Regions from separate parts of the Gasterosteus aculeatus genome. Here region 1 is linked to region 2. Evidence: chromatin contacts called from public Hi-C data. All regions are on one chromosome and are shown on one strand. The core of a region is the stretch at or near the end of the contact, and the rest is flanking DNA. Distances in the headings are between cores, read along the strand shown.

Region 1 (3,883 bases), core at 1,087-3,586, 37 kb before region 2:
TTTTTCGTGTTGTGAAGGAAACTAATAATTCACTAAGCAATGATGATGTAGTTGCATAATAACATCTAACACTTTCATCATCAACTCCAACACTTTTATACAGCCGAATGCATGTTTGAAGGCAAATCCCATCCTCCCCTCTAAATCAACTTTCGAACGAGATGGCAACACAGTCTTTCATCTGATTTAAAACAATGTGATGAAATGGGAAAATGTCAAAGGTTTTCTTAAATCCTTTATAATTGGTTCTGAGGTTCTTCATCTGATGTAACATTGTGAAGGTATATGTCAGGTAGATTTTGCAGTGGGGATCTGTCTGGCCAGAGGCTCCAAAGATCTGTGCATCCTTTAATAGCAGCTGCTCACAGAACGCAAAACAGCCAAAGGCAATGATGTCCTCTCTTTGGCACAAACCCATCCACAGTTATCTACATGTTCATTGCTACCCTTAGTGGTTCTTCGAGTAAAGACGCATTTGGTGTCCATTTTGTTGCAGTGAGGCTTGTTTTTGTCCAATAGCCGAGCATACAGTAAGCAAAGAGTGTAGCTGGGAAACATCGACGATCGTGATGTAAATATAGCAAGTTTGAATTGAGTAAAAGGGCACTGCACCAACTATAAACATGCCACGGTCAGAGCATCGTTTTTGGCAATCAAATGATTACATGAAGTGACTTTGTATGAGGGTTATGCAGTTTTCGGGGCCAATATGTTTTGGGCCAACTGGACGGCAAGTCTGACAGAAACGTGCAAGATAAAGTATGACAGGTTTATCTTTAAATACTTCATTTTTCAACGGATTTAAGATGAGGACGGTCCTGTAACTACAACTCCACTCTGTCTTTGTCCTTCCTCTCGCTCTCATTCTGTCTCACACACTTGCATTTGCACACAATCAACGGACTTCATTTATTTCAATTCATCTCTAAGAAACACATGGAAAAAAACAGCAATGCATGCGGTGCACATTTCTGCACCAGTGGCCCGGTGCACTTCCAGTGAGTTCATTCTTTGTTGTGAGCATTATTGTTTTAAAGAGGAAGACAAAGCGGGGCAGTGTCCCAATGATGCTGTTTCATGTTAGAAAGTAGAACACTGCAGCTTTTGTGTTTGTCACCTCCAACCTCTATGCAGCCTTACTAAACTTAAAGGTCACAAATAGCAGGGTTGCATTTGGAGAACCAAACATGACTCCACACTTGTATCAATATTCCTGGTGCTTGATGCATGACATCTTCTGTATTTTTTATTAGGGGGTTTTGGCAACACAATTAAAACGTTTAATAACTGTGAATGCTACGAGGGGCCTGTTAGGACTTAACTATTGAGACGCTCTCGCAACTCACTACTGAGACACTCTTACACGTGCTAATAAGACACTCTTACGTTCGCTATTGAAATGCTTTCACACAAACTACTGAGACACACATACATACATACATACATACCTACTCTGTAAACCTATGCACGTGCATGTAGAAAACATTATACATACTTGTCTGAAACACTTACACATACATATGAGAAACACACATGCACACACATATACTTCTGTGTCATATACACACACACACACACATATGAAATGCTTACATGGATACAACGCCTGGATACAGCCTACGAGGCGGCTGACAAACCGACCGCTGTTGACAAACGGGCCGCAGCCTTCGTTACAGGACCGCAGCCTTCGTTACGAAGCAAACAAATTTACAAGTCCGGTCTTAAAAGTATATTAAGGAAGGGTGTAAGATTGTCGCTTTTCGCTGTTCAAAACCTGCACGCTTCCGCCTTCCGGTGTAACTGAGATACCTTCCGTATGCTAGTGAGATTTCATGTATACACATTAGTGAGATGCTCTTACATTCACCTGTGAGATTACTCGTATGAACACATGTGAAACGCTTGCACATCCTCATGTAGGAGCATACATACATATAACTGAAAAACGTATACATACACATAAAACTTCTACACAAATATATGTGAAACACTTGCATATGTATCTAAACTTTTTACATGAGATTCAGTTATGCATGTATAAGTGTTGAACAATATTTATACAACCTTTTCATATGTGCATGCGTGAGAATTTCAGATGGATACTTATACATGTGTCTCAATAGTTAAGACACACACAGCATCCGGTGCTCAATAGTTAAGGAAAGTGTTATCAGAATCTTTTGTATGAAAAGTATAGCAGTGGGTGCAGACTTTGTGGACTCTTTGTGAGCAGTCTTGAGGCGTAGTTTACACGTTTCAGAGGACAGACGGAAGAGGACAACTCGAGTAGATGTGCGGCTCTGTCTTTAAGGGCGGGGCTTGTACGGGTATCCAGTTTAAAGGGCGGGGCTTACACGCTGGTCTCCACTTTAGTTTCTCTCATCGAGTGTAGCGGAGGAGCGACTGCAGACCGGCTCCCTCTCAATCTCCTCACACTCGACTCCAGAGCTCTACTTTGTCCCGTTAATATCCGCAGGTAAGCGCAACAACAACAAAAACTGCGCGCAAACTTTACGCTCCTATTCTCATAGACGCAATCAGGGACAACGGGAATGCCGTGCTGATGCGCTCGCGAATGAAAAAGCCTCATAAGACGATGGGAGATATCACATTATGGGTCTCAATCTGTGCGCAACCGCCTGCCGCGTGTACTTTTTCCTTAATTTCTTTCTTTCTTCTTTCTTTCTTTTCTTTTTTAAAGAACATCCTGGCTGTGAGCCGCTCCCTCTTTAGTGCCACAGCACTTCACCAAAGGCAAAGCAAACGCATGACTGTGGGCCATCCTGCACGTCTGTGCGGCCCGAGCAGCGAGGCGGTCATGTGAACGCATTTTATGTTTCGTCCGCGGGACAACACAAAGAAATGCAGATATGTCCACTTCTGTAGTGCGTGTTCAGCTCCATGGGGGCGGGGGAGGGTCTCAAGCTAAAATTTCTCATCGCCTCATTTGTTGGACGTTGACGTCACATATTCCTAGTTGTCTTTTTTTTTTTTTTTACCAAATCCAAATAGAGAGTTTGACCCAAGTGTGCAGAACCCGGGTAGACCTGTTGTTGAGAATGCAACATGTGGATGGACGGTGTACAAAGTTGCCATTGGGCGAGGATGGACCCCTGTACGGCTGGTCATCAGGCCACTAAGCCCCTCAACGGTCAAGTTTGACCAAAAGAACCAAGCTGAGATTTACATAATGACGGTCGTCTATGGGCGTCAGCGCGTCCAGCATCTCCTGCGGACAAACGCCTCAGGGCAGTTTTGCAGAAGGCCCTCACAGATGAATCCACCTCTCATGGTTTTGTGGTATCCCATTCTTTTACAATCCCACCAACCCTGGGGCGAAAGGCTCTACTCAACCCTCATTGTGCTTGAGTTGGCCAGCAAGTCTTTTGATGTCGGCTTTATTACATCGTATCTGTGGGATGGAAGCATGGAAAATGGGAGAGGGCGGAGGGAGGGAGCTGCGCAGGCTGCATCGGTGTGTGTGTGTGTGTGTGTGCGTGTGTCCTTTCATTTTTTTTTTCAAATGCTTTTGGGCCACAGACCTCATAGGGACTGTCCACAAAACTGGACAATTACTGTGATCGGATAGGTTGTGCAGTGTTTGGAAAACACATGGAGAATGCCCCTCCGCTCCTTATAAGGAGCAGGCCCGACCTGGTGACAGGTGATTGGAATAGCCTCTGGAATGCAATGCATAACAGTCTGCTAGTACATCGGGTCCCAACATTCTTTCCACTAATATACCTCCTCAGCCCTGTCCGATCATCTGAGGTACCCCTCAGAGATGTGCTACCTGTCGAGTGCATTTGAATGATTTCATGTAACACTCAGTAATATAAAAGAGTGGATGAAACACTTGTGCAATTCAACTTTTGTTTTTATT
Region 2 (4,270 bases), core at 548-3,047:
ATTGGCTGTTTTTTAAACCCACATTGTTCATACTTATTGTTATGCTGCCATATTGCACATGGATTTCATTCATAAAACAGTGGGTCCTTTTAAGATTAAGTGCCATATGACCCGCTCCTGCCCTTCTCACCTCTTTAAGCTCTCCGCATGAAGTGTTATTTGACCGAGATGGGGGTGTTGAGAAATAAAAAAGAGCCTCAATGAATTAGGGGAGAACGGTGGGGGAAAAAAAAAGTACTTTTTTTTTTCTGTATTTCACTTTGCTGTTCACATTGAAATTCTGCTGACATGTAAAACAGTTTGTCACGAGACACGCTGCAAGAGAAAAAGCAGCCTGAATCAAATCTAGCGCCTGGCCCTCCCAACCTCGCCCCAAGATAAATGTTTGTCACTGCGAAGGAACGTTTAATCAACTCAAATGTGTATAAATGTTTCCAGTGTTGCCAAAAGTCAACTCCCACACGCTGAAACTCGAGGGGAAATTTCAGCTAGTGGAGAAAATCTAATTAGTGACAGTGAGCCGTGATCTCCATCTGGCCCGTCCTGGTGAGACTCCAGAATCGGGGCTGAAAAAGTGCCAGAGTTAAATGCTGCAGAAGTTAGTCCTACTTTCTGCAACCTCTATAAATTGTCAAGGTCAAAACTGTTTACTGGATATTTCTCAACGGTGAATTGGTTTGAAACTTTGTTGGAGTTAAAACGTGAATGCATAAAGGCTACTGTTTAAAAAAAAAAAAAAAACTCCACATTGTCGGGTGATTATTTTAAATTTGACATTCTCCATTTGTGGTAACTGACCAGTAGGTTTGTTCCCATACCAACTGCAGGATCAGAATGTCCTCCCGGCCTAAAATGCTGGATTGGTTATTGGGGAGTAAGTGGTTCAGTGAATTTAAACTACACACCGACAACAGCAACGCGAGTCGCTCCTCATCGTGCAGCTCTCACCAGAAATTAGATGGAGGCGAGGCCGCTCTCGATTTGCCCACGTCTCTATTTGATTATCAGCTCTTGAAATAAACAAACAAACGCTGTTCACAATCGATGATGCAAGTTAACGAGTGAGCCATCTTCTTTCTCATTTCTTTTGATCGCTGCTCATGTGCAGTAAGGATCAGGCAGGTACATCTGGAGATTTTATAGCTATAATATGCGAGGACAAGTATCTACAAATGTGTATTTTGCACTGGCACACTAGTGAAATGCCAGCATGTGCGACTTGGACATTTCAAGTACATTAATAAAGTTACTTTTTCCATACAAACAGGATTTTAGTAAACCGTTAATGGGTCAGTGAACACATGTCTGCACACATTAGTGGCAGCTCTGATGTACCGGAATCGATTTACCGTGTTTGAGGTCAGTTTTGTAAATCATTTTTAACTAATTTTCTTCCATGTTGCACTCTTCCCAGACGCAACTTTACTTTGTGGTGATGTTCACTGTAGGTACAGCTGAGTGTGTGTGTGTGTGTGTGTGTGTGGAGGGTGTTTTTTTTCGGCAGTTTAACTCGTCATGCACTGCCCCGTGTGCTGTTTATATGAATTGTTCCTTTGCAGTGCAATCCTATCGGTTTTGTTTACGCGACACTGAATTACCACAGTTCGTTGCACAGGTTCGTTTGCAAAATGCATGCATGCCGTTCAGAATTTCTGTTGTTGTGTTTTTACGCCCAACTACTCTCACGGTGGGGCTCCTGGTACGATAAACCATGAGCAACAGTGGGACGCCAGGGACCACCTCCCGGTGGAACGCACAGTCACCAGGCGCTCGCCCACATGCTATCAGCAGTGGACCAGCATAACCCCGCTCCGCACTGGAGATAAAGCTCAGTGTTCCCTGTGAGCGAAGGACAGGGCGACAGAATGAAGGACAGGCTGCTGGGATGCAGGGAAGCGATTAGGGTTAACAGGATTACTGTAACTGCGTTCGGATGGCTACGGCTCTTTAAAACGCGTCTGAGAATGGGGAATTTCCTGTCGGGAGTATTTCTGGAACTCCCACATTCGGTTGCAGCCGAGCGCAAGATCCCTTTTCACAGGGAGAGGGGGGAGAAAGGGGGAAGCTTTCTCTGCAGTTTTGTCTTTTGTCTGTTTTTTTTGTTTTTTCTGCAAGGGCCTAAGGAACTGTGCGTTGCCTTTTTTAAGAATACCATAAACAATCCTCTGAGACTCCCACAGTCCGACAGCACGTAGCCGAGAAAAAAAACGTGTGAGAGTTTTTGTGCATGTCTTTCACGTAATTTGGCCTATGAAGGGAATGATCACTTACATTGTGTGTTGCTAGTCAGAAGAATCCAGTTTAGCATATAAAAAAAACTGAGTTCACATTTTTAAAAGACTTGTTGGCAGTTATTAACCATCTAAGGACATTATGTGTCTACATGTTGACTTATAAACAGTCAGGACTTTTTTACACTGAAACTACTCATTTCAGCATTGAAAATGTTTTGTTATTTTTGTTTTGTTTATTGGCTTTAGTTTTAAAATGAAAATGTCTTCTATCTGTGTGCAATCTTTATTAACCTAGAGCTACCATCACCTCTCTCAACAGATTGGGGAAAGGGCAGAGTTTCTCAACAAGTCAGCACAGAAGAGGTACAATAATCATGTTCCCACTAACAAAGCTTTAAACTTAGGGTTTAATTCCCCATTGGGGTTGCAAATGTATTTTTCTCCAGGCACTGAGGATGGTTGACCCCCGTGTGTATAATATCCTAAGTGGTTCCATGTTGTGTACACTAACCGTTTGCTTCTGCCCAGCAGCACACTGAAGGCGGCTCATTCTCCTGTGGTGTCCAAGATCGACAACAGGCTGGAGCAGTACACCTCCGCTGCTCAGGTCAGCTTTTCCACCCATCCAGGAAGGTCATAAAATCGCAAAAATGTTGGAGGATTGAGGCAGTATTGTGGATTCCACGTTTATGATGTACGACACAAAGTTTTTATTTTTGTCGTGCAAAAGTAGGATTACGAGGCACAGCAAACATCCAAAATATTATAATACTTCTTGAAGGAAAACATAAACAAAACCGATGGAAAACTATGCAATGTATGCACATTTCAAATAGGTGACAAATACCAGAAAAAAACCCAGCCTAATTTATCCTAATAAAAGGTTTGTTTTGTCATATTTTGTGCTTTATCCAAATAGGCAGCCAATTAAACTATCTGAATATTGACTTGACTTACTTACTTATAGCTGTATTTCCTGATCGGTTTCCACTCTTTGTATGCAAAAAATATATGATTCTGGCTACTTTTCTGGGCCTAAAGGTTTTATCACCTGCACAGTCGTTGCTGTTTTTTAAAGTCCGGGTAGTGCGCTTTGATCAGAACTGCCATCTCTGCCATTCACCAGTATAATCCTACCACTCTGTACCAGCAGAGAGAGAACAAGGAATCTCGATCCCCTCGTTCTGGAGCAGCAGATCTTCCCGTGGTTACAGACAGCATCCGTAACATCAAGACCATGTGGGAGAGAGGCAACGTGTTCGGCACACCGGGAAGTGGCGGGATCCCGTTTAAGGTAAGAGAAGAGGCGGATGATAGGATGTGATTGGAGAGACCAATTCACTGGCACTTCCTGCTTTCCTGTTGCTGATGACCACCGGGCTCTGCTGACCTTTGACCTTATCCAAACAGGAAGCAGCTGTGATGAAGACAGGCGTGGCGGGTCGCATTAACGACTGGCTGAATAAAACCCCGGAGAGCGGCAAAGCGTTGGGAGGAAGGCCAGCGGTAGGTCGTCACCATAGCAACCCCCGTCACTGCTGCTAGGAAGTACAGTAAATGTACTGTACAGGTCAGAGTCCTACGACTACAGAGCAGATGCAGCGGTTTTAAATTGGTTTAAATTGACCTGCAATACGGTCCTTTTGGATATGTGTAGATTTCTGCATTATGTATTGACTTTCTCTCTTTAATCTCAGGATCTCATGTCTGAGCCATGAAAGAAATAACTACAACTATTTGTTCAGTGATGAGCGAGTTATGCCGCGGCCGAAGGAAAAAGAGTATTCTCTTCTCCAACTTCTTTTTCTTTTTTTTCGGGCGGGACTCTATTAGCCAAGAAAAAGGAAGCAGAAGCTTGTTTTTCTCCTACAGATAGTGTCATGCTACTTTGGTCTGCAGCTGTTAGCTCATCCTTATGCAAAATATGAGGTCAAGCATCCTCCGGAAAAGGAAAAACATCTGCCAACTGCCTTTTGCTATTGTTGAGTGGTAGGTGATATTGTTTACATATAGCGCATACATAATACCCGAAAAGA

The links. Hi-C and Micro-C count contacts between places; a contact is called where the count stands out from the background.
Region 1: a contact with region 2 is called in a Hi-C map of tail fin, with 5 times the contacts expected there. The contact joins the promoter of cald1a here to the enhancer-like site in region 2. A contact is called at or near these places in 4 of 6 Hi-C or Micro-C datasets (skeletal muscle, tail fin and whole body).

What each region holds. Positions count from the first base shown.
Region 1 is chr4:27,963,555-27,967,437 of fGasAcu3.hap1.1, reverse strand. It overlaps cald1a (caldesmon 1a), which reads left to right and starts at 2,336. Exons shown (of 15, transcript XR_013467489.1): 1 at 2,336-2,476.
Region 2 is chr4:27,925,393-27,929,662 of fGasAcu3.hap1.1, reverse strand. cald1a (caldesmon 1a) reads left to right here. Exons shown (of 15, transcript XR_013467489.1): 8 at 2,554-2,597; 9 at 2,766-2,841; 10 at 3,388-3,528; 11 at 3,645-3,740. Among protein-coding and RNA genes, the nearest start is that of LOC120817763, 9.6 kb to the right of the region's middle. Within about 2 kb of position 1,797, at least 2 of the 9 cell types and tissues checked have open chromatin away from gene starts, as enhancers often do.